Linked DNA regions of Mus musculus: all the other regions are linked to region 1. Evidence: chromatin contacts called from public ChIA-PET data. All regions are on one chromosome and are shown on one strand. The core of a region is the stretch at or near the end of the contact, and the rest is flanking DNA. Distances in the headings are between cores, read along the strand shown. Region 1 holds the start of Mat2a (methionine adenosyltransferase II, alpha). Region 2 holds the start of Chmp3 (charged multivesicular body protein 3). Region 3 holds the start of Polr1a (polymerase (RNA) I polypeptide A). Region 4 holds the start of Tmsb10 (thymosin, beta 10).

The links. ChIA-PET counts read pairs in DNA pulled down with a chosen protein or histone mark.
Region 2: an RNA polymerase II ChIA-PET map of memory CD8 T cells shows a contact between it and region 1, with 40 read pairs. The contact joins the promoter of Chmp3 here to the promoter of Mat2a in region 1. A contact is called at or near these places in 2 of 115 datasets of contacts at active chromatin or transcription factors (memory CD8 T cells and pancreatic cancer cells).
Region 3: an RNA polymerase II ChIA-PET map of memory CD8 T cells shows a contact between it and region 1, with 76 read pairs. The contact joins the promoter of Polr1a here to the promoter of Mat2a in region 1. A contact is called at or near these places in 1 of 39 promoter capture datasets (pre-B cells), 4 of 115 datasets of contacts at active chromatin or transcription factors (embryonic stem cells, extraembryonic endoderm stem cells, memory CD8 T cells and 1 more) and 4 of 9 other capture datasets (adipose tissue, embryonic stem cells, liver and 1 more).
Region 4: an RNA polymerase II ChIA-PET map of memory CD8 T cells shows a contact between it and region 1, with 129 read pairs. The contact joins the promoter of Tmsb10 here to the promoter of Mat2a in region 1. A contact is called at or near these places in 4 of 39 promoter capture datasets (the 3T3-L1 cell line, cranial neural crest, hematopoietic stem and progenitor cells and 1 more), 1 of 484 Hi-C or Micro-C datasets (embryonic stem cells) and 4 of 115 datasets of contacts at active chromatin or transcription factors (effector CD8 T cells, embryonic stem cells, memory CD8 T cells and 1 more).

What each region holds. Positions count from the first base shown.
Region 1 is chr6:72,438,260-72,440,874 of GRCm38.p6, reverse strand. It overlaps Mat2a (methionine adenosyltransferase II, alpha), which reads left to right and starts at 1,319. Exons shown (of 9, transcript NM_145569.5): 1 at 1,319-1,529. The coding sequence starts at 1,439. Particl (promoter of Mat2a antisense radiation induced circulating long non-coding RNA) reads right to left here and starts at 2,192. Exons shown (of 1, transcript NR_046011.1): 1 at 260-2,192.
Region 2 is chr6:71,542,518-71,545,132 of GRCm38.p6, reverse strand. It overlaps Chmp3 (charged multivesicular body protein 3), which reads right to left and starts at 1,281. Exons shown (of 6, transcript NM_025783.4): 1 at 1,100-1,281. The coding sequence starts at 1,144.
Region 3 is chr6:71,907,747-71,910,361 of GRCm38.p6, reverse strand. It overlaps Polr1a (polymerase (RNA) I polypeptide A), which reads right to left and starts at 1,309. Exons shown (of 34, transcript NM_009088.3): 1 at 1,123-1,309. The coding sequence starts at 1,199. Ptcd3 (pentatricopeptide repeat domain 3) reads left to right here and starts at 1,600. Exons shown (of 24, transcript NM_027275.3): 1 at 1,600-1,728; 2 at 2,516-2,568. The coding sequence starts at 1,622.
Region 4 is chr6:72,957,176-72,959,790 of GRCm38.p6, reverse strand. It overlaps Tmsb10 (thymosin, beta 10), which reads left to right and starts at 1,308. Exons shown (of 3, transcript NM_025284.4): 1 at 1,308-1,454; 2 at 1,767-1,878; 3 at 2,139-2,444. The coding sequence starts at 1,779. The coding sequence ends at 2,173.

The DNA.
Region 1 (2,615 bases), core at 70-2,569:
AATGCCCCTTGCTTTTCATAGTGTACCTAATTTTCTGAGGCAAGGCAGCTGGCAGCCGGAGGTTGTCATTCAGCCTCACAGTCAAGTGCATCTTATGCTAGGAGCAGGCTGTTCCCTAGCATCATAAAACCCGATGTTCTTGACAAACACTGGTTCTCAAAAGCCACCAGGCTCCTGGCCTGCCCTAAGACTGGACCCAACAGTTGTGTGACACTGGCCTCATAGAGGGTCTCTGCATGCAATTAGCTCCAGACTCCACTCTTTGTCTGTATGGAGTTTTATTTCCCTTTTTTTCCCCGTCTGTTAATTCATTTCATGAGCAAAACTGAGACAACTGCAAAAGTTTAAAAGAGAAAGTGTCATAAAATCGAGGCCATTTGACCTTGACAAGCTCATCTGAAGCACATTTGAAGGCTTGAATAGCGCCCTCCCCTACACACACGAAAGAAGCATTCATATTCTCTCGAACAGATTGGAACGTCCATTTCTTCCTAGGAAGCATGGAAAACCAAGCCATGCAAAGTCAGATTTAGGATAGAAAAGAATCTAGTACCGTCTCAGACTACGGGGGTCCACGAGGCTCGGCGAGGGGGGAGGGGAGGCCGCCGGCAAGTGGCAATTGTTCGGAAAAACAATACAGCATTCCTGCTAGTTGGCTTTACAGCCATTTTCCCCAGAGCAGTTACTCGAGGCATGACTAACGGTAGGGCTAGAACCCCTCACAATCTCTCGTTCCCCGGAGGGAACCGTGTAGGATGGATAAGGGCAGTGCCTATTAGCCTCCGCTGGCCAGTCAACATGGCCACCTTCACATGGCAGAGGGCCACCCGGCGCTGGTGCACGAGGTGGCGAATGGAGGGTGGTGGTGGCAGGAAAGACCCTCGGCGAGAGCCACAGCACAAAACGGCCGCCACCGCCACGGCCGCCGCTGGGAGGCGCGCGCGCCGGCAGACCTCCGTGGGCAACGGTCGGAGGGATGTACCATACCCTCGTACAGGGGAGGCCGTCCTTCAAATCCAAATCCTCTCTTCTCCAGCAATCAACGTGGGGATGGGCGTAAACCCCAAGTCTACTCACTTACATCTCCATTTAACCCACGCCATCAAGATGACTAACTACTGGCAGGAGGCCCGGTTAGCTCTGCTCGCCCCCCCCATCGGTAGAATGGTTCAGCCGGAGCTCGGCTCGGCGGACCTCCCTGCCAACCCCCATCCGCCCGCCCGCGGCGCATTGGCGCGCGACGCCGAGGGGCGGAGCCCGAGCCGGGCGCGCGCGACCCCCTGCTCTATAAATACTGGGCCGCTTCGCCCGCCGCTCCGTTCGCTCCGAGTCTCCAGCCTGCCGAGAGCTGAAGCGATCCTCCCTCTGTGTCTTCCGCAGCCCTCCGCCTCGCCGCCTCTCAGTCTCCTCAGAGTCGCCCTCTCTCACCGCCGCCGCCATGAACGGGCAGCTCAACGGCTTCCACGAGGCGTTCATTGAGGAGGGGACGTTCCTCTTCACTTCCGAGTCTGTAGGGGAAGGTCACCCAGGTGAGCCGACGGGGACTCGGAGGAGGGAAGGGCGGAGGGCAGTGGCGCTGGGGGTGGTCGAGGCCGTCTCCGGCGGCGGTGGGCATGGCAGCGGCCGCGCGCTTCCCTCGTGGCGCCGCGAGTTTGCAATGTGCGGCCCCGCTCCCCTCCCCCTTTCTCCGCTCCTCATCCGGCGGCGCGCCCCGGCATGCGGAAGGTTCCAGAAATCGAGAAGGGCGGGGGCTCGAGGCAGTTTTGAGATCGGCGCGGGGAGGGCACTGCTTCCTCCTCTTTAGTCCCGTCGCCTGGAAAAACCTCAAGTGGGCGACCCCGCCCCGCGTGCTCGCGTCCGGCCGCCGGGAGCGCGCGCCCCGCATTGCAGCGGCTACCACGTGTTCGCCGCATGTGGAATTGGGGCGAAGCGGAGCTGGCGGCCTCTACCCACCCGACCCCTAGTTTGGAAGTGGGGGCTGGTGTCTCCGAAGGTCCCATCTCTAATATCCCTGACTTCCGGCCCCTGGAAAACGCTTAAGAGCATGGGTAGACATGCCCTTTAGCCTTCAAGGTGACAGACTGCCACTGACTAAATATAGCGCGAATTAGAGAAGGCATCCCTTATTTAGAGTGTGCTTGAAAAGGATGAAGTGCATGAATTAAGTGTATACTCCCATCGCGTTAGGTTTCGTTTTAAAGTCTTCCCTTTGGTCTTTTTCCTACAACTAAAGGAGGATTTATTTCATGTTTCCTTAAGGCTTTGTCCACTGAACCGCCATGATGAGATCGGTTATAATGAATCTATTATATGGACTTTGGGTTTCAGATGGAACATAACCATTTAGTAAATACTAATATTCAGTTTGAGCTGTTTCCGTTCGCAGGGGGTCCACAGCAATATTATTACATGGCTTGTGAGGAGCATCTTGATGAGTGATGGTTGAAAGACAAGTGTTGCTGTGGCTCCTCCCACACTCCCCTCAAGGAAAGGAGTATCTCCATATCTATTGAATCACTCCTTAGTACAGCCATTAGATTCCATCTTAAGGTTCTGTGGCTGCAATACACATTTTGGGGTAGTAACAAAAATCAAGGAACATAGAGCCAAGCACA
Region 2 (2,615 bases), core at 32-2,531, 900 kb after region 1:
GTTTGAGTGCTGTAGAAACAGTGCTTCTCAAAGGTCAAGGCACATTCTAACCACTCGGGATAGTCATAATTTAAATCTGATTTAGTAGGTCTGGAATGGGACCCCACAAGTGCTATGTGCTGGGAGCTGGTACTGTTGGTGCGACTACTGGTGGTCAGTAATAAGGCTGGGTGTGTAAAGAATGCACCTTCACGCTGGGCGGTGGTGGCGCATGCCTTTAATCCCAGCACTTGGGAGGCAGAGGCAGGCGGATTTCTGAGTTCGAGGCCAGCCTGGTCTACAAAGAGAGTTCCAGGACAGCCAGGTCTACACAGAGAAACCCTGTCTCGAAAAAAACAAAAACAAAACAAAAAAAAGAATGCACCTTCACTACCACTACTAGCTCAAACTTCACATCCTTCAATGGTCAATTACTGCGGTAGCACTCTTCCTACTTGACATAGGAGAAGTCTCGGACAAGTTTTTCGAGATCAGAGAGCCGAGACGTCTAAAAGTAGGACTCAAACTTAGGCGGCTGATACTTGGTTTCTAAAATAACTCAATTGATAGGCAGATCTAAGGATTCAGAGTAGGATCCGAACTGTTTTCGGTAGCATCCTTATGGGTAGGGCCTGAGAGAACTGAGCTTCTAGAATAAACACAAGTCGGGCTTCCCTGCACACAGAGGAGAGCGAGAAAAGGACCTGCCTGGCAGGTGCCTGGACTTTTTGGGGGCTCCGACCCGGTTCACCGCACACAACCTTCCGGTCTAGGGCAAGTCCTCCGGGTGGTCTGCAGGCCGGCGCGGGGGCGGGGCTTGCGCAGGAGAAAGGTTCCGGGCGGCCCGTACCACCGCGCGCAGGGGAGAGAGTGCTTCCTCGGGGCCCGGCGGCGTGGCGCCTCCAGCGCCTGGGGGCGAGGCCGAGGTGCTCCTAACCAGGCCCTACACACCCGGGTCGGACGCCGAGCGGCCAAGGCGCGCTTCTCCTCACATCCCAATCCTAAACTCTTCCCTCGGCCCCTCGGCAGAGTGGAAGGCCCCGGAAATAGGGGCCAGCCTGAGAGCGCAGCTGGCTGTTCCCACCTCCGCTGCGGAGCTTCCCCGGTCGCTGGCCCTTACCAGCTCTTTGGGAGGCTTCTCCTGGGTTTTTCCAAAGAGTCCCATGATGAACTGAACTCCTCTTACCCCTTCCGACTTTCCGTTCCCTGCGCCCAGGCAGGTCACGGGCAGCCGCCTGGGCGGGGCTGGGAGGAAGGGAATCAGACGCCCAGAGAAGGGCGCGGCGGCAGCAGGGCTAGTACGCACGCGCGCGGCGCAGGCGCAGAGTTAAGTTGGGTGGGGTTCTACAGTGTGGATGACACCATTGCTCATAAGGGAGCTTAAGTGAAGTATAGAAGTAACTCTTAAGATATTTATTGCCTACACCCAAAACCTGTCAGCTAGCCCAGAAATATATATCTCAACGCTGTCACGCATATTTACAACCACTTCCCAGATATTTGTGGATGGGTTTCTCTTTGGGTCCGTAGTCACCTCACAGACTGCAAATCTACACACCTACTCGAAAACTTGACATCGCCTTCTTTCCCCTTTGTAGGAAGTCTTAAAAGTTCTAGCAGTGATCTTATGCTGAAGCTGGAGAAGAAGGGATTGATTCAACAGATTATAACATTTGTTTCGCTTGTAAGATTAAGGTTAAACAGACCTGCACGAGTCAGCTGAAACTAACTTTTAAAGAAGAGATAACAAAAGACTTGCATTCTGCACACATTAAAGAAATGGATTCATAGACAAGGAACTGTGCAAGGAAACTTGGGCCCCTGGAAGAACAGGAAGCCACTTCTACAGCCTCATCTTACCTTTAAAAAACAAACACCGGGGAAATCTTTTTTAAAAAAAACCCTATTTTCTTTACTGAAACTTTAATGATAAACATAAATATTCTCTAATGGAACAGAGGCAACCTGGGTCCATTGTCTATTCCCTCTGGGAAGGAACCAGTTAGTATATCTTACAGTTAAGTCTGCATATGTTCTGGCTTTCATATCATAGCTTTCTATAAATTGTAATATGGCCACTGGCTGGGTGGAGAGGAAATCAGACTCCTAATTTTCTTTATTATTTTTAAAATGTTATTGTTGGAGAATTTCATTCATGAATGTGATATGTTGTCCACATCCATTCCTCTGACTCTTCCCTTGGCCTTTACTGATTTTTGTTTCCTAATCTCTTTTAAAACACAAAGGAACTAAACTGGCATACTTATGGCACCTGCCATCCACTTTGCCCATTTTAATTCACACTTTCACCCGGGTGGGCACCAGGTACGAACATGAAGCGTTCTGTGCCTGGCTGTGCTGCGTCTTCAGGTGGATGCTGAATTCCTTCTGAGCTTTGGCCTTCCTTGTGTTTTGTCAATGGTCCATTGGTTTATTCTGAACTGGTTGGATACCCTGTTATTTTGTTCTCATGCAGAGGGAGGGTTTGTTTACTTTTGTTTGTTTTCAGAGTATTTGTTTATTTGCTACCAAGCCAGCCCTTTCCTCCTACCACTCCAACAACTAATTCTCCTTGCTTTTAGCAAACTTGCCTCTTTTAATTTAGAAAGTCTGATCATAAAGACACTATAGATAAG
Region 3 (2,615 bases), core at 60-2,559, 530 kb after region 1:
TATCTATCTATCTATCTATCTATCTATCTATATCATGTTCTATTTACTTAACCCTAAAAAGGAAGGAAGTTCTGATCTATTTATCTATCTATCTATCTATCTATCTATCTATATCATGTTCTATTTACTTAACCCTAAAAAGGAAGGAAGTTCTGATCTATTTATCTATAATTTTGAGGACAGTATGCTAAATGCATTGGCCAGTTACAAGAAGTCGGGGCTGACTGACTCCTTTTACTTGAATAGGGGCCTGAACAGTCAGAATAACTGAAATAGAAAGTAGACAGGTGGTTACCATGCGGCAGGGGCAGGGAAATGAAGACTGACTGATTACATATGGAGATTGCAATGGCAAGATGTGTCCTAGAGGGGGTAGTGCTGATGTTACCAGTGTGGTCTACCTTTTTGTTTGTTTGTTTTTTTATTTTTCGAGACGGGTTTTCTGTGTCCACGAAGCTCTGGAACTGACTCTGTAAGACCAGATTGGCCTCGAACCCACAGAGATCCTCCTGCCTCTGTCTCCTGAATGCTGGGAGGGTTTGTTTTGTTTTGTTTGTTTTTTCAAGACAGGGTTTCTCTGTGTAGTCCTGGCTGTCCTGGAACTCACTCTGTAGACCAGGCTGGCCTCGAACTCAGAAATTCGCCTGCCTCTGCCTCCCAAGTGCTGGGATTAAAGGCGTGCGCCACCACTGCCCGGCAATGCTGGGAGTTTTTAATGCATGTTGAGTTATTAATGGGAGTCTAAGAAGCGTGTATGCTATCGTGATCAAAAAGCATTAGAGAAGAGTCCCCAGGACTTCATAGCCAGGGTCTTGATCCAAGATTTAAAAGTTCATCATCGCTTGGACCAGAGGAGACTAATTAGGAAGTTGATAAGCGTGTGATGTAATGTGATTATAAATGACATAAAACTAGTTGATTAATGAGGAAGATGAACAGATGAAAATGCAGCAAGCGCATTCCTTCCCATTACCAGCAAGCAAGCACTAGGCAGCCAGCCCCCCACCCCCCACCCCGACCCCGCCGCCCCCGGACTGGCTCGGCTCAAAGCCTTCTGGGAATCGTAGTTCCCAGCTCCAACTTCCACAACCCTGTTCTACACGCATCCCACTAACTCCTTACTTGAGCTCTTCGGCCGAATACATTCCGAAGGAAATGCCCTGAAGCCGCCTCCATGGTGTGTGCTTGGAGGCCAGCATCTTCCGAGTCAGTTTTGAGGTCCGTCACTACGAGAGAAGTTCCAGTCAGCCGCAGAGAACGCCACTTGAGTCTTGTAGCGCAGAGCCACCATGTGTTTTTCCACTGCGCTTGCGTGCGAGAACCGCGGCTTGGCAAATTGGCTTGGACGAGTTCATTTTTGCTTTCGGGGTGGGTAAGGAGTGGAAGAAAACTGTCTCAAAACCCTCCTTCAGTTTAAAAGCAAAATTACACAGGAGACTTTAGAACAGCATTTCAAGTAAGTTTATTCGAGGTGAACGATGTGTACTGAGCGTTCCGCTGCTAGTCTAGCCAAACAGGACCTTGTGACCACCCGTTTGGAGATGAGACGTTCCACGCCAGCCCCGCCCCTCGACCCTGGAGGCGGAGGTCGTTCCCGACGTGCTCCGCGAAGAGTCCAAAGATGGCGGCGGCGGCGGTTGCAGCTCGCCGCCTGTCCTTTCGCAGCGGGCTTGTCTTGCTGCAGACCACTCGGGGGACGGGTGTGTGTGAACCGAAGGTCTGTTGCAGGTAAGAAGACCCAGAGTCATTTTGGTCTTGCATTTCCCTGAGAGTCGTGAAAGTAGGTAAGATGCAAAGGCATTTGTATGGTCGAGGCCCGGCCCTCTCAAGGGTAACACGAGGTAGCGTCGTATTTAGTGATCTTTAGATCTGCGAGTTCGGGAATTCTTTCGGAAAATTTTTATTGGTTGGTTGCAATACTATGTATAGCCAAAATTACCCTTTAAACTAGGGCCCTGTTCTCGTGAAGTTTACATTTCCGTGAGTGCCGCTACAAGCCCCTACACAAATTTCTTTATCACCCCCCCCCCTTATTCATTTTAACCCTGCAAAAAAGAAAGGGCAAAGTAACAGATCTTTCACAAATAAAGGGCAGGCTAATATTACCAGTATGGACTGAACGTTATGAGAACCTTCAGCTAAGAATAAGCTAAGACTTTAGTAAAAGCAGAAAGCCTTAAAACGTCTGACCCCATTCTTTCCATCTGGTGGTGTTGCAAATACTTATGTAATTTCTTTGTACATCCTTCATGCAGTGGCCTGGTGGAAATAGGAGGTGGTTTTAAGTCAGTTGTAGAGTGGATAATTAGCTCATACGATGTCTTTGGACCAATACAAAAAAATAAATAAAACTGGGTTACAAGTTTACACTACATCTAAATGCCTCTATAAATGTGGCTCAGAATGTGTGCATGCGGGTGGAGCTGAGTCAGCAGAGCTAGCGGTAGGAGCTGAGCTGAGGCCATCAGGGAGCAGTGCTAACAGTGGGATTTTTGTTGTTTTGTTTTTAATGCAGATTTTATGCTGGAACTGAATCCCTCCCAAAGGTTGAAGGATCAGATATAACAGGTATTTTTAAAACTATGGAAATAGAAGTTTTTAAAAATGAAAAGACA
Region 4 (2,615 bases), core at 59-2,558, 520 kb before region 1:
GGGGGCCTGAATACCAGTCACTATGCAATAAAAAGCACAAAGCCAGGCATGATAACACAGGCTTTTAGGCCTAACATTCAAGAAACAGGCCAATCTCTATGAGTTCAAATCCAGGCTGATCTACATACTGAGATCCATAAACATATGGCTACATAAACAGGTGACGCCCTTTCTAAAGAAAATAATTTTTTAAAAAGGAGACTAGTACAGAAATCACAGGATTGTGTTACATAAGAAACAACTTTCTTTAAAAGATTTATTTTTATTTTATGTGCATGAGTGTTTTATGCACACCAAACTCATACCTGGTGCCCAAGCAGGCCAGAAGAGGATGCCAAGTCTCCTAAAACTAGAGCTACAGATGCTTGTAAGCCACCGTGTGGGTGAGCCCCACGTGGATGAGACAACTCTCTACAACCCCCACCCCCACTAAACTGTTATTACTTCAAGCAAAGATATTTTGCTCTTTGTCTGTCTATCTGAACCATGAAGTTTGCCGTTCAGGAAATGTTTCTCCTCTTTTTCTTCTATCAGTAGAATATGCTCTATATTCAACACAGGAAAAGGGATGGGAGTGGGGATGGATGGCGTTTCAGCCCTGGGTGATATAATAGAACTCACTGTCCATGGGGGTTGTAGGAGCTGAAGAGGTAACTTTTTCAGGAGTGCAGTATCCCACTCCTGGAATGGGTTAACAAGAAAAAGCAAGGTTTGCAGGCACAGGAGCTTTTTCCCCTCTTTTTCCTTCTAAAAACCACATTGAAGGTTAACTGAAGGAGAAAAACCGCACCCTCCAGTACAGTGTTTCTAAAAGGCCACTGAGAAAAGGAACAGCGGAGCCCTCCCGGGAGTCCTAGCTCCCACCTCCGCCCTTAGACAATGCCTGAAAACAGCTTGTTTTAAGAAGCACCAACCACAAGAAAATAGAAAGAAGGAGACTCTGGAGAGCAAACGCAAGAGACTTGAGGCGACGCGGGTGGGGTGTCTCCCGCGAGCAGGGCTGCAGCAGAGCGCGCGTGCTCGCCCGCACACCCACAACCCTACACCACACATACATTCAACAAAACCCCAAGTCCTTCCCCGCTGCCCCCCCCCCCACGCCCTTCCCGCGGGGTGAGCAGCAGGCTCCTGGGTACTAGGAAAAGGAGATATATCAAGAAAAGAGACCACCGGGAGCTGGTGCCTGCCACCCTCCACGCGGGATCGCAACGGGTTAGGAACGCGGGCCGAGAAGGGCGGAGCCCCAGGCAGCCTGGAGATGCTGAGCGCCCCCCAGCCCCCGCGCGCGCTGGCCACGCCCTCCGCGCGGGCTGGCCACGCCCTCGTTGCGGCGGGCGAGAGGCGGGGCGGGGCGCGGTGTATATAAGACGAGGGGCGGGCGCCGCTCTTTTGTCTCTTGCTGCAGCAACGAGAGTGGGAGCACCTGGAGCGCGAGCTCGGAAGGAGAATCCACGGTAAGGCACAGCGCCGGCCTTGGGGCCTACCCTGGGTGGGGTCGGGCCAGTTTATGGCTGGCGGGCGCGTTCCCCTTCGGTTGCAACAGGCGACCCGGCGGTTTGGAATCTTCTGGGGCTAGCAGGCCACGCCCTGGGGCTTCGGAGGGAGGGTGTGGTGGACGAGTCTAGGATCCTCGGCCTCCGGGCTGCGGGAACGCCCAGGACTGGGAATGCCACGTTGAGAGGCGTTCGCGGAAGGCGCGGGATCCAGGACGCGCTGGTCACCCCCAAGCCCCTGGCCACCCATTATCACCTTGTTTCGCCCATCAGAGTTGTAAGAAAATGGCAGACAAGCCGGACATGGGGGAAATCGCCAGCTTCGATAAGGCCAAGCTGAAGAAAACCGAGACGCAGGAGAAGAACACCCTGCCGACCAAAGAGAGTAAGTGTGCCCCGGGTTCCCACCCCAGCGCTCCTCCCTTCCCTGCTGTGCCAGCCCGGCACCCCCACCCCCATCCGGCCACTATCTTCCCACCCCGAATCTAAGGCCACAGCCACCCTTCCAGTCACACAAAGCACTTTGTCTCTTCCAAACCCCTTCTCTGTCCGCAGGCCTCGTGGGTGCCTCACCCACACCAGGTTTGTGGGTTGGGTATGGGGGGCTGTAAGGTAGCTCCAATGACCACATCCCTCCCTTCGCAGCCATTGAACAGGAAAAGAGGAGTGAAATCTCCTAAAAGCCTAGGAAGATTTCCCCACCCCACCCCACCCCGCCCCATCATCTCCAAGACCCCCTCGTGATGTGGAGGAAGAGCCACCTGCAAGATGGACGCGAGCCACAAGCTGCACTGTGAAACCCGGGCACTCCGAGCCGATGCCACCGGCCCGCGGGTCTCTGAAGGGGACCCCTCCACTAATCGGACTGCCAAATTTCACCGGTTTGCCCTGGGATATTATAGAAAATTATTTGTATGATTGATGAAAATAAAAACACCTCGTGGCATGGTTGGCGTGGTCTGAATTTTTTAGTTGAGTATGCGTGGGCAGAGCGGTCTGGGAGTGAGTTGTGCCGCAGGGAGAGAGGAGGGGACGTGGTAGAATGGGTGAGGAGGATGTATCGTTTTTATTTTTGTTTTACGTGCTTCTCGACATGCGGTTTCCTGGGTTCTCAGTTGCTTC